2 separate regions of the Rattus norvegicus genome follow, and region 2 is linked to region 1. Evidence: chromatin contacts called from public Hi-C data. All regions are on one chromosome and are shown on one strand. The core of a region is the stretch at or near the end of the contact, and the rest is flanking DNA. Distances in the headings are between cores, read along the strand shown.

Region 1 (7,661 bases), core at 2,154-4,653:
GGTTAAAAAAAAAAAAAAAGACCTTATTTCGTAAAGCCAGCGTTCCAGTTTAGATGCTAGAAGATACTGAGAAAGGGTCAGGGCAAACAGTTAGCAGTCAGGCAGTGAGGAAGTGACTTTCAATCCCTAGAGACTTTGGTATTATCTGGGACTGCTTCTCCACTGAAGTGGCAGTAGTGTCTGCCTTTGTGAATCTTGACTGTCCCTTTGATTTTTACACAGTGGAGGGTTTGTTCTACCTTTAAAAGCACATCCTCTCCCTCCACCCCCCGCAACATCCTGACTGTTAAACAAGAGTTTATTTTCTTACTGACAACCTCGAGCCGTGGTTCTCAACCTTCCCAATGCTGTGACCCTTTAATAGAGTTCCTCACGTTGTGATGTTGCTGTGAGTCCCCAGTCATTGCCAGTTCCTAACAGTGACTTTGCAGTTACGAATCATAATGAAGATAGGTAACCTCTGTGTTGTCCCTCAAAGGGGTCAAGACCCCACAGGTTGAGAACCACTGATCTCAGCTTCTCTAGTCTTTCCTTCCTAATGGGGAATTTAGTCACCTAATCAAAACAGGGAAGGCCCAGTCATCCCCCAGAGCCATAAAGAGACAAGTGTGGCCTTTCTCTGCCCAGTCTTATTTTCAGAATGAAATTTAAAATGTTATGGTTCCCAGTCAGTCCTTTTGAAATATTTGCAAATCCCCTTCAGAGTGCATCTATGACAAAGTAAAAGGCTAGGCTAGGAAAATGTGGCCCAAGCTGAGTATGCAGAGATCTGGGTGAAGGGTATGGGATTCTGAACAGGGGTAAAAATACTCTCAGGTGGAGCACCCCATAATTTTAAAATTGAAACATTAATACTCACAATCAAAATTACTTTTGGGGGTGGGGGTGGTGTGCTAGGATTGAATCCCAGGGGCACTTGAGCCCAGCTCTAGGCTCCAAAAGGACTCTCTGCTTTCCTCTCGTAGTAGTAAGTTCCCCTCACAGCAGACTCCATTCACCACATCGTCCAGACAGTGGATCACGCCTCCGGCTGGGCAGTATTTAAATGTTTTAAAATCTAGTGTCATTCTTACTGATTTCTTCCTAGAAAAGCATGATCTCAACCACCAGGTTTTCATAATCATACCTTCCAACCCATTAGCTTTTTAAAAGAAAACATCTGCACACACTACACATCTATGAAAGAGACTCTAAAAAGTGAAAGTAATATCAGAATTTAATTTCAACTTCTTCAAATACAATGAAAAAGAGTCGACTTTATGAGAATGTTCTGGGGATGATGAATCCATTTTTCATGTTTGCCCCACTCCACCACTCTTCTTCCCCTTTTTCTTTTCCAAGATCAGGGCTTACTAGGAAATAGGTTTCTGAAAATAAAGTCTCTTTTTTTTTTTTGGCGAGAAGGGGAAGAGGAGGTGGCCTACATTCAGAAATGTCTTAGAATAGGCATTAAAAAAACATAAATAATCATAAACCAAAATACATTAAAATAAAATTACAGTACATAAATTGCTCCTACAAGGTCCATTACGTTAGGTGATCCTTCCAAAGGTTCATAAATAGTCATCTTGACTCAAAATCGCTTCCTGCACTGTGATGAAGCTTACGCAGAAAAAACTACGAGGAACTGCAAGCGCGCGTTATCCGTAGGGTGATGTCCAAACTACTTGATCTGGCACAGGGCGGGGAGACTCCGTTGGTTTTGATCCAAGTGAACTTAAATAGTAATGCACTCTTCCCACTTCCCGAAGTCCTCAAAACCTGGAAAGGAAGAACACAGAATGAAATGGATGACTCAGAAGTCAAGACCCTGGTCCCTCCCGGCCAGGACAAAGGAGTGCCCAGAAGGACACCAGGTCCGCAGGCACACAATAAAGTAGCACTAAGGAGGATGGCAGTGAACTAGAGTGATCCAGTGCTGCGGGGTAGGTGGTCTATCCCCCGTGCCCAGCTCCCTGGTGAAATTCCTCCCGCTCTTCCTTCCCCGCCCGGCCTCTACAAGTTCCAGCCTGCCTATCTTTTTGCCACCTCTCCACAAACTTGAAACGATTTCTTTTTACTTTGCTTCGGAAGCGGAACCGGTCAACAAGCTTTCCTCTCTTCCCAACAGTCATGCTGGCAGGTTTCTAGGAGTCCCAAGTTGCCAGGACCTTACCTTGAGTGGCCCGGGTGCCGCCCTCTTCAGGCAGAGTTGGAGGTGCTGCGGAGAAGCCGGTGGCCCTGTGGCTGCGAGTGGAGAGGCTGGTGCGCATGCTGGAGTTGGTGTGGATGAGGGTGAGGGTGCGGGTGCGGGTGCGAGTGCGCGTGAGGGTGAGGGTGAGGGTAAAGATGAGGATGCGGGTGCGGGTAGGAGTGGAGCTGTTGGGGCTGGGGCTGCTGCTGGGGTTGGGGCTGAGGTTGGGGTTGGGGTTGGGGTTGAGGCTGGATCTGCGGCTGGGGCTGGGGTTGGATCTGCGGCTGGGGCTGGGGTTGGATCTGCTGCGTCTGCGGAGGCTGCTGCTGGACCAGGTGCTGCTGCTTCTGCCTCGTAGACTTGACCGCCAGTATGGCCTGACGATTTTTGTACTGCACCATCTGCAACGTGATCTCTGCGTTCCAGCCCTGGTCCTGGGGACACCGAAAGTCGATCTCTTTGCCCTCCGCCATCACCACAGTGAAGTACATATACTTGCCCTTGCGCTCCACGCAGTCTACAGTCTTCATATTGGAAAAGTGCAATTCCTTCAGCTTGGCTGGTGGCTCAAGGCTGGTGACGGCGGGGCCACTAGGTTGGGACGGTTCGGCTGTCCCCTGCCCGGGCTGTTGCTGCTGCTGTTGCTGCTGCTGATGTTGTACCTGCTTGGGCGGTATGAGCAGTAGCCCTTCCTCAGTGAGGATGCAGCACTTTTTCTTCCAGAGCTGCAGCAGCCCGTCGCTTCGCTTTTCCAGCACTCCTTCCTTCAGCGCCTTGCAACCGCTGCTCTCCAGCATCCTTCCGGCATAAGGGGTGCTGCTGCTCCGCTCGGCCTTTAGGCTTCCAGACGCTCCGGCTGGGGGTAGCAGTAGCAGCCGTGCGCTGTCCTCGCTCCAGCGGCTTCCGCGGCCGCCTGCCCGGAGCGCACAGAGAAGGCTGACTCGCAGGAGACAGAGCGGTGGCGGTGGCGGCGGTGGCTCGGGGTCCCGGCAGAGGGACAGGCGAGTCCTGACCCGCCACAAGATCCCGGAGCCGTGAGCGGGCTGCTCTCTGCCGTCTTCCGCGGAGCGCTCACTGAAGGGCACTGGCCGGGGCCCCTCGCAGCGCTTTTCAATGGGCCACCCTCCCCACCCCCGAGTGACACCCAGCGGAAAAGGCGGCTCCTGGCTCCCGCGCCGCGGGGGAAAACCCAGCTCCGAGAGGCGCTCGGCAGCCGGCGTACGCCTCATTAACTTGGGGCCTTCCCAGTGCCCGCCGTGGACACGCCCCCGCCGCTGGCTCCGCCCCCGCCGGCTCCGCCCCGCCGCCCACGGCCTCCCGCGCCGCCTGGAAGCCGGGCTCCGGAAACTCTTGGCGGCTCCACGCGGTCGCTGAGGTCGCCGCGGCTGCCGGGCGGCGACTGCCGACGCCCAGAGGGCGCCGAAAGGCCAACCCCACAGTCCCGCCCTTCCCAGGCGGGTGGGCTCTCCGCTGCGGGGGCGAGTAGCAGATCCAGGCAGGCCTGGGGAGCCATCCCTGGGGTTAGCGCGGAGCCGGTTCCAGACCAAGGCATAAAACTTAGGGAACCCAGTTCCATAGTGTGCATTTCCCCCCATACCTATGTAAACACCTCAGGGAACAAAGCCCAAGTGTGCTTCGAGCTTTTTTCAGTCATTAAATAATCCTTCCTGGAGAAATTAGCAAAGTCAAAACAATAAAGCTGAGGATTTGATGTAGTGGCAGGAAAAGAAGGGTGGACTCGCTCCAGGTATATATTCTTGACTTCCTTTTCCAACACAGGGCACAGGCAAAATAGCCAGACTCACCAAGCTCTCGTGGTTTTATTTGTTGGGGGGAGGGGGTGTTTGTTTTGCTTTGTTGGTTTTCGTGTTTATATTTTGCTTGTGTGTATACATTACATAGTACGTATATTGTATGTGAATGCAGGTCAGAAATCAGCAGGTCCCTGGAACCGGTAGTGACCCACCCTACAGGTTCTGGGAATTGAACGAGGGTCCTCTGCTAGGGCTGCAATTTCTCTAGCTCCTCAGGTTTCCTTTCAGATCAGACCTTGCAGTCAGTCCATAGCAGTAGCAGGGTAGGCAGTTGTCCAGTACTGGGAGATCCCACACATAAGCCTTGGCGAATATCCTATAAACACCTATGGGTATCTGACTCTGGGAAGGTCCTAGTCCCAGTCTTGCATTTAAACCTTTCAGACACTGCTTCCTGATAAGGTAGAATAAAAGGCATGGATAATAGTCTCCAGTTTGAGGGGTTGGGGATTTAGCTCAGTGGTAGAGCGCAAGGCCCTGGGTTCGGTCCCCAGCTCCGAAAAAAAAAAAAAAAAAAAAGAAAAATAGTCTCCAGTTTAGGAAAATAACCTCTAAGTCTTCTCTCATAATAAAGAGATAGGATAAAACAGTCTCGGTCAAACAAGGGCTGCTGCCACACTGCGAGAAGTCAAGAATCCAATTGAAGAAAATGGAGAGGATGAATTACGCACATGTTTTTGTGTGTCCTGCTAAGAAATTCGAACTTAATCTGAGAGCTAGCAGAAGAGTCCCTTTAAAAATAGGTTTTTTCTTTTCTTTTTTTCCCCATCTTTATTAACTTGAGTATTTATTTACATTTCGAATGTTATTCCCTTTCCCCGCTTCCGGGCCAACATCCCCCTAACCCCTCCCCCTCCCCTTCTATATGGCCTTCCCCTCCCCATCCTCCCCCCATTACCACCCTTCCCCCAACAATCACGTTCACTGGGTGTTCAGTCTTGGCAGGACCAAGGGCTTCCCCTTCCACTGGTGCCCTTACTAGGCTTTATTCATTGCTACCTATGCAGTTGGAGCCCAGGGTCAGTCCATGTATAGTCTTTGGGTAGTGGCTTAGTCCCTGGAAGCTCTGGTTGGTTGGCATTGTTGTTCATATGGGGTCTCAAGCCCCTTCAAGCTTTCAGTTCTTTCTCTGATTCCTTCAACTGGGATCCCGTTCTCAGTTCAGTGGTTTGCTGCTGGCATTCACCTATGTATTTGCCATATTCTGGCTGTGTCTCTCAGGAGAGATCTACATCCAGTTCCTGTCAGCCTGCACTTCTTTGCTTCATCCATCTTATCTAGTTTGGTGGCAGTATATGTATGGGCCACATGTGGGGCAAAAAACAGGGTTCTTGAACCTTCATTAAATAGTTCATTAAAGGTTCTGATCAAATGGACCAGTTCAAAAATAACTTTAAATGAGTTTTAAATTTGGCTTGTATTTCAGGGCTTTTTCAATGCTTTTTTTTTTAATCCAAAAAAGGAAAGATTTCTCTTTTTTTAGATTTATTTATTATATGAGTACACCATAGTTGTCTTCACACACACCAGAAGAGGGCATCAGATCTGATTACAGATGGTTATGAGCCACCGTGTGGTTGCTAGGATTTGAACTCAGGACCTCTGGAACAGCAGTCAGTGCTCTTAACCACTGAGCCATGTCTCCAGCCCAAGTAAAGATTTCTAATGTGATTATGCATTAACAATATCTTGGTGCATACCAAGAATAGATTTGTAATTCTGATTATTAACCACCTTAGTTTCCCCTACCTCTGTAGGACAGGTCAGCATGTCGGAGTTCCTACGCTGCCAGCTGTTTGTCTTTTTCAGCAGAATGGCATTCTCTGACCGTAAACCAGGTACAGCTGTGTGGCAGACACATACTGGTTTTCCATCGGCAAAACACTGGACTGTGAACTGTAGCCCGGCTTTTCAGAGAAACTAGGCACTGTCTTCCCAAAATACTTGCAAATGCCCAGTCATCATTGCTTTCAAACGTGCCTATTTCATTCTGACTAAAGACTTTTAAACTCCCTGTTTCCCTCTGCCTGTTTCACTAAGTGCACATTGACCACAATGAGTTTGATTGGAAATTTAAGTTTCAGAATTTTGTAGATTGAAATTCTGCTCAATTGATTGCAACAGCCACCTCATTTAATTGGCTATAGCGACCTTTTTCTTTTCCTAAAGAAAAAAACAAACAACAAAAACAACAACAACAAAAAAGATAAATCATCAGAACAATGAAGGAAACAATCATTAAAATGTTTTACTTTACATAATGGCTCATTCAACTTGTCTTTAAGGACACTGTCTGTTTTCCACCTGTCTTGTACATCCAAGTTAAATACTCAGTAACTCCTATAAAGATTGAGTTACAGAAAACGGGACAGAGGATATTTTACTTAAAAGGAGCCTGAAAAAAAAATTCTAACATTCTAGTTACAATGGAGGAATCACTAACCATACAAAACAACTTCTTGGATGGAACCGCTTTAGTAAGGGGCCCAGTAGCTCTTACCTAGAGCCTTAGGATTGAATTTCAGGGAAAATGTCTACTTGGGACACTCCCACTAAGGACTCCAAGTGCCCCATCTACATGGCAGTCAGGGAACGAGCGCCATCAGCACCCTGTACACTCATGTACAGCTCAAATGTGAAGGCACCTTCTTACACCAGTTTAGAGGTGAGGGAGGGGACCAAGGTGGGGTGTGGCTCTGTGCACAGCTGTGCTCTGCTGTAATCCTGAACCTTGTTTCCCAGTTTCCTGTGTCGAGATTTTCCTTTTAACTACTTCCAACACATGGCTCGTAAAGATTGCAGATGTGTTAAGCACACCTGCCTCTCAGCACTCTTCTCTATCAATACCTACCTATCAAACCCTTTATGCACATGGTTTATCTTTAAAATGAACTACAACATGCACTACACCTGACTCATATTATTCCCTAAGTCCATACACATCGAATCCACTGGGGTTGGCGATTTTCATTTGTTTGTTTTGAGCAATAGTTTTAGGAATCTACATGAGCATCCCAATGTCTGCAAAAGTAACAAGGTCTGATAAAATGGCTGAGGTTAAAGCTTCTGGCCTTGCAGACTGAGTGGCCTTGCCACTCTATTGTGTGCACAGGAAAGTTAAAAAGCTATTATACCATGAAATTATCAGGTTTTGTGTTTAAAACGCAAATAATCCCAGCTACATGGGTATATTTCTCAGCCACTTCCTAGTTTTCTGGAAAAAAGAACTTCAAAAATTCTTAATTTTAACTTCTAGAAGTTAATTTTTTTTTAAATTTATTTTTTTTTAAGATTTTATTTTATTGTATATGAGTACACTGTAACTACCTTCAGATGCACCAGAAGAGGGCATCAGATCTCATTACAGATGGTTGTAAGCCACCATGTGGTTGCTGGGATTTGAACTCAGGACCTCAGGAAGAGCAGTCGGTGCTCTTAACCACTGAGCCATCTCTCCAGCCCTAGAAGTTAATTTTTAATAGACTTCCCAGGTCTACAGCTTTTTGCAATACAAACTGGTGAGCTATTGCCCCCTAGTGACCAACTTGTGTAGCACACCTAAGTGTCTCTAGAATAAATCCTCAAGTACTGTAGGTTGCAGATCCAAGATCACTTTACAGCACCTACAGAGGTTTGCTCTCTGGCCAACACCCGCCCAGCCAGCATTCTGTTTA
Region 2 (7,661 bases), core at 1,706-4,205, 130 kb before region 1:
CGAAACTTCCAGGCTTGCTAACCGTCCTGAGGTGAGGCCCAGGAATCCGAAAGCTACTGCAGGAACCTTACAAGCAGTTCTTGGGCAGGTTTCTCTACATGGCAGCATTACCACAAGCTCAACAATGTATGTAGCAGGGTTGGGGATTTAGCTCAGTGGTAGAGCACTTGCCTAGCAAGCGCAAGGCCCTGGGTTCGGTCCCCAGCTCCGAAAAAAAGAAAAAAAAATGTATGTAGCTAGGTAAGGCGACCAATACACGCGTGTCATTAGGGGAGAATAATGACGAAGAACAAACCAAGCCAATACTCAGAGCTGTCTCCCACGGTCCGTGGGTCCTTTTTATACTCCTTCATCACAGCGCCTTCCACATGTCTGCTCTACCCAAGCATCCTTCCACCTGGGTCTGCTTCAGGAAAACATTCTTTCATGTGTTTGCTTTAGCAAGACATCCTTTCACCTGTGTGCCCCAGCAAAACAACATTTGGCAAAACTAAATTTCCAAAGAAACTACAAGTTTTCTACTTCGAAGTTGTTCACAATAAGCCGGGCACCATGGTGCACACCTTTAGTCCCAGCAGAAGCAGAGGTGGACAGATTTCTGAGCTCCACGCCAGCCTGTAATGAGCAAGAAACTCGTATCTTGAAAAACAGGAGGGCAGGAGGAGGAGGAGGAGGAGGAGGAGGAGGAGGAGGAGGAGGAGGAGGAGGAGGAGGAGGAGGAGGAGGAGGAGGAGGAGGAGGAGGAGGAGAAGGAGGAGAGAGACAGAGAGACAGAGAGACAGAGAGAGAACTTTGCAACAGGCTGTGCTGTGTGCAGTGGTCCACACCTATAATCCCAGAACTCTGGAGGCTGAGACAGAAAAACATTGCTAAGAGCCCAAGACCAGCTTAGATGTGCAGTGAGTTCCAGGCCATCCAGAGCTCCATAGCAAGGCATTGTCTCATACACTAAAGCTGAAGGTGGAGAAGTTTGCCATGGCTAGAGCTGGAGCTGACGGAGGGAAACAAGAGGAGCTTTGCGGTTCAGAGCTGTGAGATACTTTACCTAACCATTCCATGGCTGCCTCAGAAAAGCAGGCATACATTTTGGATACAAATCACAAGTGTTCCCTTGATCTGAGCCTTCACAGGAGCTGTGTCACTGGTCACCTGTCCCCCATATATGGGCCTGATGGTCTTCAGCTGACATCAGCTGACTCTCCTTAGTCATTGACATTTTTCTTTACCTAATGTTCACTTTGCTCCCCACCCCCAGATCAAAGCTTTAAGCCACAGAAACGTTTACATTTATACCAGTCTGCTGTTTCCTTGCATCTCATGAGAATCCCATCCCTAAAGAGACTTAAACGGGGTCTACCGTCTTCTTTCAAGCAACAGCCAAGAGTATAATTCCATTAAGTTAGCCCTGAGGAACCAATGAGTTTCTTAGACTTACACCCTTCAGTGCATGTGTTCAGGGACTACTTACAGAAGCATAGAAGACCCCAGATCAGTCAAACTGGAAATCCTTCACCCAGTATAGAAAATGACTTCTCACAGCCACAGAAACAGAGTTCCCACCCCCTTGGTTAATCTTGCCCAGTCTATATAACCTCCAGCTTCCTTGACCCTGAAGTCACATGCAATTAGAGAAAAATTTTTGCAGATGGATTGGAGTAGCAAGTGGAAACGGATAGGATCTCAGGTGGGGGACAGATCCTCCCCACCACCTTCTTCTCTCGAGGAGAATCAACTGTCAGCAGGCTAGCTCCAGATCAGTGGTCTTCAATCTTCCTAATGCTGCGACCCTTTAATTCAGTTCCTTGTGTTGTGGAGATGCCCCCAACGAATAAAGTTAATCGTTTTTACTTCATAACAGTAAGTTTGTGAGTGTTATGAATTGTTCTGTAAACATCTTATATGCTGACTACAAGTGGGTCTCGACCCACGGGTTGAGAACCATTTCTCTAGCTGGTCTTTTTATTGGTCGGCTCAAGTGGTGCAATGAAGATGGCATCTGTCTTGCCTGAAGGACTTTATTCTACAATGCCTTGGTGCTCTGTTCTGCTCCTCTCTGCCCGCTGTCCTTATACACTAAAGCTCTCGAATTAAGCTTGTCAGCCCCAGTATCTCCCCTGAGGTCCACACTGCTCTATCTTTGTCAGCGATGAATGAAAAATGGGGACATGACCGCTCCCACGTGTGGTTGAGGGAGAAGGTTTTATTGTACATATGAGGGAGAGCACAGCCAGAGGCATCTGGAAGGGTCCAGGCTAAACCAGTCCAGCAGAATAAATTGAACCATAAAGAGGGTTTAGGGTAGAGGAAGAGAAGATAGGAGGCAGGTGACAGGCGACAGGTGACAGGTGACAGGAGGAAGCCAAGAGAGGAATCAGGAGCAAAAAAGCTCATATGAAAACCCTGAGGGCAAGAGGGCTCATAACTAAAATGACTGAGGTTATATAGGAAAGAGAAGCTGGGGGAAGTGAATGGAAGGGGGCGGGAGGGGAGTGGAGGGAAGGGGGCAGAGAGAGGTTTAGAGTAGAGGATGACTTTGTAACAGGTACTTGTGAGTAGGCAATGACCAGCATACCAGAGTCTGCTTTGATGCTTTCAACAGACACCTCAGTAGCCATTTGTCTCTGGTCTCCTTGAGATTGAACAATCCCCTCTTAGATTCACCATCATCATGTCAGACTCTGTGTCCTAACATCAACCCAAGTCTGCCCCTCAGAGGGCTTCTTCATCTCAATGAGAGGCTGTCTCATACCTCATCTCTTCCCCATCTCTCTCACACTAGAAACCTTAGTCTGGAAGCAGACTTCCAGATTTCTCACATCCTATCATGACCTCTCTGGTAACCATGACCACCCTGGTGCAAGACCTTGTCACCCCTGACCTTCCTACTGTACTTGATTCCCAAGTAAATACCCTTCTTCCACACATGCATCTCTAAGCTTTTCTCCAACTTAGTCATCAGACTGGTCCTTTCAAAAGCCAGATGATGTCACTCTTCTGATCAAAAGCCACAAATGGTTTGCCTTCTTACTCAGCGCCAAAGTAGAATTTCTTACAAGAATCTACAAGATCCTTCCTGATCCACCCCACAACTTCTTTTCTCTTCTGCACCACCATCCCCACCAGTCATGATGACTCAGTGTAACAAGCTTCCTTCTTATCCCAGACATGGCAAGCACACTCCTGTCCTCACTTACCAGGGTCCTCTGCCAGGTGTCCGTGAAGCACACTCATAGACCTCTTCTAGGACATCTCTTCACAAGAGCTGGCTAAGGGCCCTCTTGCTCTATTTCTATAGAAATCACAGACTAGGGAATGCTTTTTCAGGGTTGGCATTCCTGAATACCAGAAGCTATGGGCTTGACTTTTAAACCCAATGACTAATAGCTCTCAGCCCTGAGAATTGAGACTGGTGGCTACACATTTTAAAAACCAAAGACCTGTAGCTTTCCAGGTGCTGTGTCCAGAACACGCTTTGAGTTTCAAAGGCAGAGTTTTATGATTCTGGGCCCTGAGAACCAGACTTGTTGCCTCACGTTTTAAAACCCAGAGACCTAGCTCCCTCTGTTCAGATGAGAGGCTTATTACAAATAGGACTGTGGGGCTCACAAATTTCAGGTGTTAGAACCTGTTGATGAAAACAACAATATCTCTTATCTTAAAGGGAATGAAATAGTTCATTCTGGAGCCATTTTGTGTGACCATGGGCTAAAAACAAAGATTTAGGTTACCCCAAATTCCATGTTCCATCATGACGTTTTATAGTTTTACAGAAGTCATAAACGGAGGCAAATTTAAAACACATTGGTGGGTACATCAGAGGGAGATACAGCAAGAAGGGCAAAGCTTGCCTATGGGTCCAAGATGCTATCTGAGAACATTCTTAGCTGTTGGGTTGGTGGAAGCTATCAGGTTGCTAAGTTAAGAGATTTCAAAAGGGTTTTATCTATTAGTCACAAGATGTTAGTTCTGACTCGGGGCGTGAGCAAGAAACGGTCATTTAGGAAGCCTGGAACTAGCTCCAAATAAGGTAATTAGCCTCTGGACCTGCAACATTCCAACCCCTCCAAGGTACTGTAGTTCCAGTCAATCAACCAGTCTCTACAGACAGAGCTTCTTTCCAGAAATTCTCATTCGCAGACCCATGGTTCTGAACCCTTAGACGCTCTGTGGCCCTCTTCCAGTGCCCAGAGCCTCAAGTTGCTGCCTCTGGCTGATCTCTGACATTCTTCTGTTGCTTCTGCACTGTTTCCGGATATGTCTGGAGCAGTAAAAGAAAAGACCACTTAAGAGAAGCTTTAACTAGGGTCTAGTGTTGGAGCACAAGGTAGCAGGTACAATACTGGAGAGACACAGTGTGAGTAGATGCCCAAAGAGTGAAAAGCAGCCTGCCAATACAACCAGAAGAGGGGTGTAGCATATATATATGAAGTCTCTCATTCCACCAATCGCCGCCTCGATTTTAACCAATCACAAGTGACACCTATTTGCATATGGACCAATCACATATTGCATTACTCAGGAGGCTCCTCCCCCACTCCTGAATGAGGCTAGCTACTATAGGACAGATAAGATAAGGTCAGCTGGCTTTTATAGAAGCTTCTTTAAGCCAAAGCCGCTTTTCCCAAGGCTGGTTTAAGTTGTCTGTGGCACGTTCTGACTGAAGCAAGGCCTCTTGACACAGAAAACATGGTTTCCTGGTTCTTCCCAAGCCTTCCGGGAAAGACCCTATGTACCATGTGCAAAGCAGCTTCTCAGAAAGCTTCCAGATTAAAGCAGCTGGGTGTGAGTGAAGGGTCTGACAGTTGTCAATCAAAGGGCTTGGCCTGGCATTTAAAAGCTTAGTGTATTTGGAGAAAACCTAAACTCTGAAGGGTTCCTACTCTAAAAACCTTTATGATAGTATTCTTACAGTATTTAACAGTGCTTGCAGTCTAGCCTCATCTCCTAGGGGAGAGTTGGGGCCCTCTGATCCTTCTCTCTCAGAGTCCCATCATACAGGGTATCATTGTCCATCCCTAATAACTTATTAAATTCCCAGCCTCTACTCTACTTGATTTTATCTATAACCTTTCTTACCATGAGGTCTGCTTGTTTTCTACTTCCCTGGCTGGGACGCAGGCTTGGAGAAGGCTGAAATTTCATCCTGCTGCTTTCTTACTTCTCAAACAATGCCTACCGCAGAGCCATGTGAGTCCAGACTATGCACACAAACGGCCACTCCTGAGGCTGGCATAGCTAATTCCTTTCTTATTTATGAATTGGGAATTCTATCGAGGCTTACAACAGCCTGTTTTGCAAAACGAACTGGAGCAGTGACTTCAAAAAAAATCACTGTCAGAGACAAGCCAGGCCCCTGAAGTGCCGGGTGAGTACCTCTAAGCCCATACCCCAGCTTAAATCCCTCACTTTTAAAGGTGCTTCAGGAAGAGCTTGGGAAGATCCTTGCTCTGTCTTAATTCCGTGAGAGTGCCCAAATTCCAGCCGGCATTCTCACTCTGGTCTCTGCCAAGCCAACTGTCAGCTCTTAAAGGAGACAAGGGTACTGATCAACCGGGATCGTCTGCCTTTGGCTTCTCTAGGGAAACTCATTGCACAGACTGAGAAAACAAAATGACAAAAGTTAACTTTGTCGTGTAACCTCATACTTGTCAACAAATTTAAAAAACCCAGCAACCTAGGTTAACTCTAACCTCAGAATTCCAACACTCATCTTCCTCGACAGAGAACACAGTAGCAGATCTGGGGGTGTGGCTCAGTGGATACCATGTTTGCCTAGCATGCACAAGGCTTAGCAATTGCCTAAAACCATAAATGGTGGCACAGGCCTGGTGTCCCTAGTACTCCAGAGCTGGAGGCAGGAAGATCAGAAGTTCAAGCTCATCTTCAGCTACAATGCAAAATCAAGGGTAGCACGAGCTACAGGAGACCCTGTCTCCAAAACCTGATGTGGGGAGGAGGGTGCAAGAGGGAAGCAGAAACCCCTTTCTCAAATAATTAAAGAAGCCATGAAGGTCCAGCCAAGTGATTAGAAGAAATTAAAGGGGCCATGAGTGTAGGTCTACGGACAGTGCTTGTCTGGTGTGTGCAATAGACTGAGTTCCAGCCCAGCACCAACAAACAAGACAGAGAAATAAAAAAGGGAGTAAAATCTTCAGACTCCAGTCACATTAAAAGAATACAACGGGCAGGACAGTGGTGATACACGACTTTAATCTCAACACTAGGAGACAGAGGCAGGTGGATCTCTGTAAGTTCGAGGCCAGCCTGGACTACAAATGGAGTTCTGGGACAGCCAGGGCTGCACAAAGAAAGCCAGTCTCAAAAAAAAAAAAAAAAAAAAAATCAACAAAAAGAACACGATGAGCAGATAACTCCAGTGCTCCGAGGAATTGTAAACAAATTATAGAGAAGCAGATGTCAGGCAAGGACGAGGCTTGGCCAAAACGGGGACATCATTTTTAAGACTCTGATTTTGATTCCATCATTTCTAAGATTGAAAAGTTTGGCATTCTCAAACCTCAGCAAGTGCTGCATGAGTTTTAGTATTCAAAAATACCCTGGAAGTGCCTTCAAAATGCCTCTAACACCCAAATTAATAAAGTGACTTATTGCATTATAGCTCAAAAATGATTACATAACCACAGTGTTCTTTATTTTTAGACCCCATACCCACAGAATAACTCTATATTTTGACATACAGCAGCTCACATATTCTATTGTTCAACGCTAAGATGTGGGAGAGATGGGAATGGGGGTATTATTAATTATTAAAACCGACAGCAGTCCCAGACACAAAAGCTTTCTTCCTCGAGTTTAAATACTGGCTCTTGGCGTGGTAATTTCCTTGTCAGAAACTCTCTGAAAATGGCAAAACAAAACCAAATACCAATAAAGGAAACAACAGGGGGTACTTTTGCAATAAATTACCCAATGGTTTCTGGATCTGCATCAGAAAATCGGATAGATACAATAAGGGGACCATTACATGGGTTCTCTGATCAGTTTAATACAGAGGCTTTCCCTCGGCTGATTCTGCCAAAGGACATTGTGTCAAGTGGCACCTGTTCACCACTTCATTCTCATTACTGATTTAAAATGCTAAGATTTTTAAGCCACGTGGGACTCACGTACACTTTTAGTCACGCAGGAGTTGGTATTTTAAATGATTAAATTCTCACCACGCCTTCCTGTAGCCCATATGCTAAGGCATCTCTATTTGATGTCATGTGTTTAGATAACTTTTCTAAGGCCACCTTACGCGTCGATAAAAGAAGAGAAATGATGCTCGAGACAGTATTTCATATAGCAAAGCGGCCCTGGCTTGGACTCTTAAACCCTAGCCTATGTAAAAGTTGAAAGTTGGAACAGAGGCTCACAGCAGTAACGGCCCTCCAGCCTTCAGTCCGTGGTTCCCTTATTCATGGCTTCAGGCTTGAGCCTTCTGACTGGATGTTCATCTTTAGCTGTCTCCGAAAGCACCTGAGGACCGGTCCGTCAGCTTCCGTATGAATCCTCAAACCCCTTTATACAAGTGTTCATTCCCTTCATAATCTGTCAAAAGAAACCTTTGACAGCCGTGAAAAGGTTCACATTACCTGACAGCTCAAAGAACCTCCTTAGCTTTCCCTGAGCTAAATTGTTCCGAGCCTCCTTGACTTTCT

Evidence for each region. A called contact is a pair of places that touch in the nucleus more often than the background predicts.
Region 2: a contact with region 1 is called in a Hi-C map of the A7r5 cell line, with 3 times the contacts expected there. The contact joins the enhancer-like site here to the promoter of Phlda1 in region 1. A contact is called at or near these places in 2 of 12 Hi-C or Micro-C datasets (the A7r5 cell line and mammary epithelial cells).

What each region holds. Positions count from the first base shown.
Region 1 is chr7:48,849,432-48,857,092 of GRCr8, reverse strand. Phlda1 (pleckstrin homology-like domain, family A, member 1) reads right to left here and starts at 3,403. Exons shown (of 2, transcript NM_017180.2): 1 at 2,156-3,403; 2 at 1,199-1,761. The coding sequence starts at 3,402. The coding sequence ends at 2,182.
Region 2 is chr7:48,977,750-48,985,410 of GRCr8, reverse strand. No RefSeq gene overlaps it. Among named protein-coding and RNA genes, the nearest start is that of Phlda1, 130 kb to the right of the region's middle. Within about 2 kb of position 2,955, at least 10 of the 93 cell types and tissues checked have an H3K27ac peak or open chromatin away from gene starts, as enhancers often do. A contact at or near this core is called in the A7r5 cell line, where this site is marked.